2 separate regions of the Mus musculus genome follow, and region 1 is linked to region 2. A link is a contact called in public HiChIP or PLAC-seq data. All regions are on one chromosome and are shown on one strand. The core of a region is the stretch at or near the end of the contact, and the rest is flanking DNA. Distances in the headings are between cores, read along the strand shown. Region 1 holds the start of Abl1 (c-abl oncogene 1, non-receptor tyrosine kinase). Region 2 overlaps Ass1 (argininosuccinate synthetase 1).

The links. HiChIP or PLAC-seq counts read pairs in DNA pulled down with a chosen protein or histone mark.
Region 1: a contact with region 2 is called in an H3K4me3 HiChIP or PLAC-seq map of embryonic basal ganglia, with 2.4 times the contacts expected there. The contact joins the promoter of Abl1 here to the enhancer-like site in region 2. A contact is called at or near these places in 9 of 115 datasets of contacts at active chromatin or transcription factors (bone marrow-derived macrophages, cardiomyocytes, embryonic basal ganglia and 4 more) and 1 of 9 other capture datasets (embryonic stem cells).

Annotation. Positions count from the first base shown.
Region 1 is chr2:31,757,060-31,761,400 of GRCm38.p6, reverse strand. It overlaps Abl1 (c-abl oncogene 1, non-receptor tyrosine kinase), which reads right to left and starts at 1,462. Exons shown (of 11, transcript NM_009594.4): 1 at 1,286-1,462. The coding sequence starts at 1,364.
Region 2 is chr2:31,498,305-31,502,930 of GRCm38.p6, reverse strand. It overlaps Ass1 (argininosuccinate synthetase 1), which reads right to left. Exons shown (of 16, transcript NM_007494.3): 11 at 2,014-2,098; 12 at 1,379-1,443. Among named protein-coding and RNA genes, the nearest start is that of Ass1, 30 kb to the right of the region's middle. Within about 2 kb of position 2,945, at least 15 of the 459 cell types and tissues checked have an H3K27ac peak or open chromatin away from gene starts, as enhancers often do. A contact at or near this core is called in embryonic basal ganglia, where this site is marked.

The DNA.
Region 1 (4,341 bases), core at 213-2,712, 260 kb before region 2:
TCCGCCTCCAGCGGCTCAAAATGGAGATAGTGCCTCTCACTAACTGGATACAGATGGGGAGGAGAAATGTGCGGAGAGTGTGGAGCAACTTGGAAAAAATAAGCAACGCATTAACTGAGGATGATTCTGGCCGCTCAGATGCCAACTCTGGGGACAAATAAACCATCTCCCTCCCTCTAAGTGGTAGGCCCTGAGCTCATGCCATCCACACCAAGCTCCTCTCAGGAATCCAGGCCCTGAAATCCCCGGAGGGGCTGAAATCTTACTGTGACTTATAGCGAAGTCCCTTATACTCCCTTCTAGCAAAGGGAGAACATCCTCTACCCGAGCTGGGCACCTAAGTCTGAGCTGGGTCATGTGGGGCCCTGTAGGTCTTTGAGTCAAAGACTTGGAAGGGGGGTCGGGGAAGCAGGTTAGATATTGAAAAGCCTTCAATTCTTTACAATTCAAAACAGTAGAAATCCAAATTGCTCTGAAGAAAACTTTACATTTTTACTCCTATCTTAACTCTTACATGAAACAGCCAGAAAAGCCAGGGCACCACACATCTGTGAGTGCTTCTGCCCTTCTGAAGAAGGCAGCAGTCCCCACAAAGGTCAGCTATACTCTAACAGGCCTGGCCACAGCCGAGTCCCCAGCACTCACCACTCACCCTTTTCCCTTGCCATCCTTTTAGACCCAAACACTAAAGACAACAGGAAGGAGGCATGGAATTGGAGGAGCAGGGTAAAGCAGGCAAAAGCAACAGGCTCCTGGCTCTAAGTTTATGCAAAGAACAAAACATGAGGGGCTCCCTCACCAAGCATCAAACTGGAAGCTCTCAAAACTCCTGGAAATACAAGCAAAACCATTCTTTCTCTTCTAAAAAGAGACAATCCCCAAGACCTCTTCATGGTCTGCAGAAAGGTGGGGGTGGGGGTGGAAAGTTCACATGAAATTCTGTACCCATAAATGGTAGAGCGGGATCCCTTTGTACGCGGCACTTGGTGTAGGTCCACCTTTGTGACATACAATTCCCAGTTGGCAGTGGAAACACCACAACGTGGGCTCACAAGGACCTTAAGGCCTGTGGCACTGACTTTTTCAAACTTTCTGGGCAGGAGCCACACTATGCGCTTGGGCCCCGCCAGCGCCAAAGCCGCGGCTCTCTCTCTCTTTCTGGAAGTCCGAATGAGCCACCAGCACCCGCAGAGGCCTCAGAGGGAGAAGACTGGGGACCTAGAACACACAGGGCACGGGCGGGCAGGACAGTCCTGGTGGGCCCCGCGCCCAGGCCAGGATTTACCTTCCAGGTAGCAGCTGGAGGACGAAGAGAGCCCCTTCTTGGATTTGCAGCCCACCAACTTCAAACAGATCTCCAACATGGTCCCGTGGCCACGGCGAAGGCCCCACCACCCCGGGCCCCCAGCCCCGCCAGGCCGCGCTCCCAGCAGGCCCGCGCCCAGGCCCGCGTCCCGCCTCCCGCCTCCCGCCTAGGCCGGTAACAAAGGGCCCAGCGCCCCGCCCCAGCCGTCCCTTAACCCCTTCCAGGCCAAGGGAAGGCTCCACGCCCTCCCCAGCTGCGTAGCTGCGCTGGCGTAGCCCCTGCCCCTGCCGCGTGTCCGGGAAGGTCGGTGGAAATGCAAATTCCTCTCAAGTTACCAGGACTGGTCTCGGGGAGCGACTGTGATTAAACCTAAAGTGGGTATCTGAGGAATGTGAACAGTCAGGGCTGGAACCCACAGGAATACCGAATACCGGACGCGGGTCCAACCACCCATTTAGACCTGGAGTTGTGAGTTTAAGCTTAGGGAAATGTCTCTATGGTGCGTGTTCATTGTGGGCTGGAATGGCGGTCCTTCCTGACCTCATTTTTACAAGAATTTCCCCTGTTTTTGGTGCCACAGGTAATGTTTGAATCCATTTCACGGTGAGTTTTTGTTTTCCTAAACGCTAGCTCGAGGTTACCAACAAGATTTTAACTAAGCAATGGTCACAGCAGTGGACTACTGGCACTAAGTTGGTGGGAAACAAGGACCCCAACTACAACAAATCTAATAAAAACTCACCCAAGTTCCAATGACAAGGGAAAAATAAACTTATGAAATAATGTCACATAACTAAAAGTCTGGTCCCCATCCTTGCACTTGAAGAGCTGACTGTCCCAGGATGGTTCTCTGAGAAGTGCTCCATGTGCCTTGGTACCCAGAGGGTGCGTGCACCTAATCCTGTGAGGAAAGTTATATCATGACCCAGATTCTTCATGTGAGAACAGACACTCCAGAAGGTCACATGGTGGAAACCAGAAGACTCAACTCAGTCAGGGTCTGCCTGGTTCCAAAGTTTGGTCTCTTGGCTTCTAAGCAGACTGTACCGGATAGCTAGATCCATGACAAAAGTTATCACCTGCCGGGCGTGGTGGCCCACGCCTTTAATCCCAGCACTCAGAAGGCAGAGGCAGGTGGATCTCTGAGTTCGAGGCCAGCCTGGTCTACAGAGTGAGTTCCAGGACAGCCAGGGCTATACAGAGAAACCCTGTCTCGAAAAGCAAAAGAAAAAAAAAAAAAAAACAGTGCCATGACTGTGCCTGTGACAGGCCTCTCAGCCAGGATGTCACACACTTTTCGTGCTAATCAACCCAAAAATGTGTCTGTGCCAAAAATGTGTCTGAAGCCAAGTGGACCTACTTTGCTGCCAGAACAGGCCTCACAAGTACCCAGGGGACTTTCAGAACTCACGCCATTCAATCTCCTGGAGAAAAGGACCAGAGTGCCCAGGAGGCAAGGGTACCAACTGGATACTTTCCTGATCCTGGGAGACCATTTTCTGTGAGAGCCCACATGCTGACTAGCGCTGTCTTGATCCTGCCAACCTCTCCATGATTCCATGATGCCGACCGTAACACTGAGGGGGTGCCACCAGTACACAAATGATGCCGACCGTAACACTGAGGGGTGCCACCAGTACACAAATGCTGCCGACCGTAACACTGAGGGGTGCCACCAGTACACAAATGATGCCGACCGTAACACTGAGGGGTGCCACCAGTACACAAATGATGCCGACCGTAACACTGAGAGGGTGCCACCAGTACACAAATGCTGCCGACCGTAACACTGAGGGGTGCCACCAGTACACAAATGCTGCCGACCGTAACACTGAGGGGTGCCACCAGTACACAAATGATGCCGACTGTAACACTGAGGGGGTGCCACCAGTACACAAATGATGCCAACTGTAACACTGAGGGGTGCCACCAGTACACAAATGCTGCGGTGCTGCCTGCTCTGCTGCCATTCACAAAGTTCAAGGGTCAGATTATAATGAAGTCAATCATACAGCATATCAGATCACAGGGTTACATACAGATTGACAGCTTAATGCCAAGAACTACACATTAAAAGGCATTTTGAAATTCTAACCACATCCTTGAATACTCTTTAATACAAGTCAGACATTTATTCACATGTGCTGGACTTCACGATAGGATGTAAGCTTGTTTTTAAAAGCTAATGACAACGACTAATGGTCTGCTTTTATGGCAATGACCTTATCCTCTAAAATCCTCTCAAAGTGAGTAATGCTTATAAATTGTCCAGATTCTTTACAATTTAGACATAAAACTATTCATCAACAGGCACCACACTCAAGCAGCAGCAATCATGGGAGCCATTGCCAAGATGCACACAAACACAAAAGACTCAACTGTTCTTTCCAGCAATAGCTTTTGAACTCTTGCAGGATGAGAAGAGTGCTGTGTACAAGCAAACAGCCTCAGAAGGACTGCCCTCTAAAGCAGCCTAGAGGAGAAAAGCCACTGATGGGCCAGGCACTGGGTGCATGCTTGTAATTCCAGCACTTGGGAGACAGAGGCAGAGGCAGAGGCAGAGCACTGCTGCAAATTCAAAGCCAGTCTAGAGTACAGACAAAACTCTAGGCCAGCCAGGGCTATACAATGAGACGCCACCTCAAAGCACAACAAAACAAAAAAGGTAACAGGAGAAGCAGAAGAGAAGTAGATAAGAGGACCCAGGTTTATGTGCTATGTGCTGTCATCTGGGAAATCTACAGGCTTGCACCATACAACCAAGGTGCTCAGAGACCTCAAAGCAACTTGGGAATTCTGGACAGTTTCATACTTCCCCTCCCATACAATTAATATAACAAAATAAAAGAGGTCACCTGATCAGTGTTGAAAGTGTATTTCATGCTTGAACTTGACACCTAAGCTCTGTCTGGGCACAGCAGATCCCTGTCTGAGTTGCAGCATACTGCATTAGAATGTGTGGGCTAAACTGCTAAAGCCCCAGTGACCTTGTGCCTGCCCATGAGAGCATGGGCCATTTTGGAAGAAAGAAAGGC
Region 2 (4,626 bases), core at 1,696-4,195:
CTTTCTCCCAAGGCCCCTCAGCTGCCTTGGAGGAATTTCTTTGTGTGGCTCCCAAGGGCAGGTGGAGACAAAGGGACATTTAATCAGATGTTAAATAGGTAAGAGACAAAGGTAGGCTGGGAATGAAAGGAGACACTCATTAGCATATTGTTCTTTACAAGGCCTTCTCAAGAGAGCTGCAGTTGTGCAGATTCTCACGGAGGATGATCAGTGTGGGGCGAGGAGAACCCTGGGGCTAGGCGACTCCAGCTCCACCCAACCCCCAACTATCGGAGGCAAGACCCAGGATGCAGTAGGGGAAACTGAGGCCCACGACAAACAGTTCGAGACCCCAGGGCCAGGGTCTGGGATCTGCATCTTCTCTCACAGCTGACAGCTGCTGCTGTGGCAGCGTGTCAGCTCTCTTGGGACGTAGGGTCTCAATTTAAAAATCTCCCCAAGGAACTAGACTGGGACTGAACCTTGGCCTGGTTTTATTTAGCTGTTACTGTCCCAAATCAACCATGAAGCAAAGTGATTTGAAGCCCCTACCTGTGTCACTGGTATTTAAACATTCAGGTGCCCCAGTTCAGGGGGCCCTAACTGCCCAAATGATGGGAATGCCCTAAAAACACTCTATTGTTAATAACATACACACACACACACACACACACACACACACACACACACGGGGGGGGGGGGGGGACACGGACGGACTGGCAGGGACCTGGGATGGAAATGCTCAATGGATAGGGAAAGTGAAGAGGAAGAGAATATAGACAGCAAATGACCCAGGACTGAGTGGGAGTCGTGTAAAAACAGAGACAGGCACCTGCCTGGGAATCAACTCTCTCTTACTCTCTCTCATCTCCAAGACAGGAAGGGGATCTGATGGCCCCGTGGTCCCATAATGGCAGCCTAGACCAGCCAAGTGGCAGGCATGCCATAGAAAGGGACTATCTGTCTCTAGCAAGGCTTTGGAGTCATGCCTGAATTGGCCCGTCCTGTTCAGGTTTCTTGTGTATAGCTCACAGCGCCCTCCCTGGCAAGAGTCCCACTCTACTGCGTGCCTGGTGCTAGAAGTGCCTTAATGACCACGAAATTGGCCCTGCATGGTCCGCCTCTTAACCTGACTGGCCCGCCCGTGACACAAGACAGCCTGACCTCCAGGCCGACCTCTCTCCCAGACCCCTCCCAACACTAGAGGCGGCTCCTCTCGAAGCACCCCAAGAAGTCAGTGCAAAGGCCACTGTTCACACTTCATCTCCAGTCCTCACTTCATCGGGGTGTAAGAGAAAGCAAGGGGCAGCCAAGGTGGCCTGGGGTGAAAGGTGACACCCAGGTGGTACAGGAGCTCTGGAAAGTGCCGAAACCAGCCCTGGGTGTCGAATCCACTTACCTCGGGACTTCATTCCAATGAAGCGGTTCTCCACGATGTCAATGCGACCCACTCCGTGCTTGCCCCTGAAAAGAAACACGTCACTTGGACTCAGGTGCTGGCACAAAGCTTGAGGACAGAGGCCACCCACTGAGCAGGTGCCCTTGGCTTGGCTGAAGACCTAACTATGGGCATACTGACTCTCAGGCTCTATGTCTCAGCTCACCTGAGCCAGGAAAACAGGCCCAAGTGGAGAGAAGTGGGTAACCTAAGGCCCTGAAAGAGAACGGATTGTCTGGGTCACCCTGGGTGCTCCGCCCGCTACATCTATACTGGGACTTGCTTGACCCTAACCCTCACTGAGGATTTATCTTTCTTTGTCCTAATGCCTGGCTCAGCCAAAGGCCTGCAGCCCCAGCTGGTCCCACCATAGAAGGTGGTGGTAGCCTTGGAACTTTTGTGTTCATGGTTTGTGGATTTAAACCAATACCAATGCCAAACCAATACCCTCGGCTCAGGGCACTCTATGTCTACAAGGCCAACTGCCAGACCTCCAGGTCATGAACTTTAGCTGTGACCATTAGTCACACAGGCCCAGGCCTGTGCTTGCTTGAGATGGCGGTCCTGGGGGTCGCAGGCAGACTGTGGACACTCACGCAACTTCGTTCAGGTACATGAAGAGTTCCAGGGATGTGGTGCGGGTTGTGCCATCTTTGATGTTGGTCACCTTCACAGGGACCCCTGGGGCAGAGAGGGAGGAGAGTGGGCCTTCAGTCTGGGGCTCAGCAGAGCAGCCTGTGCCCACCACCCCACCCTCTCCCTCCACCCACATCGCCTTAAATGGATGTGACAGACATGGAGTCCGAATGACTCCTTCAAAGCCCTGTGCTGGGGGGAGAGAAGGGGCAAGAAAGCCCCCCAGAATGAAAGAGGAAAATGCAATAAAAACGCTCGCCCCCTCCCTCCCATTCTCTCTGCCCCTTTAGCATTTAGGGGCTGTGAAATTGGAACCAGGCCCTGAACTAATTGAATTTCACGCTTCGCCATTGTCTTACCAGTGAGCACCTTCTGTCCCCACCAGCTACCCAGGGGCCGCCTGGCCGAGGTGCAGCCAGACCCTATGAGTACGCACAGGCGTGTGTGCAAGCGCGAGCATGTGTGCGCGCGCGCGCGCACACACACACACACACACACACACACACACACACACACACACACCCCTAAGTAGCTCTCTGCCATGCTTGACAGGTGGATGTGGGCCTCTCTGCCCCAACCTTGTATCCCAGACCTTCAGAAAGCCACCTGATGGGTGGTGAGCTTAGGGTACCCAAGCTCCAGCAGATAGCCTTGAATTCTGGGATGTGTTGTCTGGGGTGGCAGGAGGGAGACAGCCGAAGCTCAGCCAGAGAAGGGCCGTGTTGAGGGGGGTGGTGGGGAGGGGGCAGTGGGTGGGTTTGGGGTTGACTTTGAATAGCAAGGGGCACTTTCTCGAGCGGTGTGAAATGGGTAATAAATGTATTAGAGGGCTAACAAGAGAGCCGTAACAGTGACAAAGAAAAGCTGTTCAAAGTTGGCGGCTAATCCCCCACCCATCTGCCTGGCTCATTACCATGTAGCGAGCCATCGGGTGCCAATCAGGGCTCAATAGCGGCTTTGGAGTCTTTATTAGCCGGGCTCCGTTTGGAGGGGCTCCGCTCAGGGCGATGACAGCCTCACCATTCTTAACCCCCATTTCCAGGGGTTTTATAACTTGGTTGTAAATTGCTATTAAATGTAAGTCTGCCCAATAATGAACCTTAAGCCCCCTCTCCACCCCCTACCCCTCGCCTCTCTCTTTCTCTCCTTCCCTGGTCCTATTATCTATCACCCAACGCTGGGGCCTTGGATGGGGCCTGCCTGGGAGGAGAGGTTGACATTGTTGGTGCTGCCGCCGGAGAAAGCCTCTTAGCTTTTAAAATAGTTAATAATTAGATTAAAACTTCAAATAAATTAACTAGCGAGTGAATGAGGAGTAGGCTGGGGAGGGGGCCTCCCTCCCTCTTTTCAGAGAGCTGGCTCTTCTTCAACTCTGCCTGGGGCTACCCTGCGCCTCCAGGACAGGCTGTTGGAGGCTTGTGCCCGGGACCCTCTGCCACCTCCAGCTTACCTCCCACCCTCTGCCCTCCCAGCTCCCAGAGGTTTGAGGGTCTCGTGGGAGAAGTCTGCAGTGTGGCCTGGCCCATCCTACCATCTGCTCAGAGTAAAGCCCCAGGGAGACTCCTTGCTCCCAACAGAGGGTTCGAGAGGGGACCCAAGACTTCTACTGTGTCTAGGGTCCCACCAAGGTCTCCTTAGTTCCTAGGTAATGTGACTTGTAAAGTGACACAGCCAAAGAGGCACAAAGATGGCCCTGGCAGGTGGACAGCCCCTTGGGAGAGGCTGTGGGTAGAAAGGCCTGTCCTGGTACCACACCCTCACAGTAGCTTCAAGTTATGCTGGGTACCTGCAAACAGCCTTGTCACAGCCTGTTTTACAGGCATGCACACCTCAGCCCCAGAAAGGTGAAGTTCCACAAGATCATAGCAGCCTCCTCCCTCCCCCCATCACTCTGTCTTTCAATTCTGAGGTACATTGGGGAGCGTCTGAGAGTCTCAGAGACCCTCTTGCTGGCGCCCTGGCCTGGTGTCCACTTTGTGGATGGTCCGCCCAGGTCTGGACTGCCTTATACCTCCTCTCTCTCCTGTCAGACCCCATCTCTCCCTCAGGAAGATTGCTTGTGAGCATCTTTTCCTTGTACCTCCACACTCTCTCTCAGCTGGGTTCTAGTCTGATCACCGGGCATGACTGTGTCCAGTTTCTTCCTCTAGGACAAGAGAGAGGAACCAGAGGGGCAGCAACTTTGAGTCCAGGTAACTGGAGACCCCAGACGGCTAAGTCAGGGCGAGCTAAGCTTAATGAGCAGAGTCTTCAGTGTTCCTAAAGCCAGCTTTGCGGCTGACTTCCTGGTGGCAGCATCTGCCTGGATGCCTTCCCTACAGATCTCCTTGCACACTAGGAAAAGAACAGGTTCCCCCATCCCCAACCCCAGGTTATAAATAGGGAAACTGAGGCTCAAGGAAGTAGAGAATGACTTTCAAAAGCCAGCTACTTTGGGATCCAGTGTTAGCGTATGACACTGCGGCTTGGGAACCCCTCCTCCCAAGGCTCACACTGTTGGGAACTTTCAAAGCCCCTGGAAGCCTCTAGCTTCCAGGAATGCAAGGAGTTAGAGGGCCTGGGCCCAGGAACGC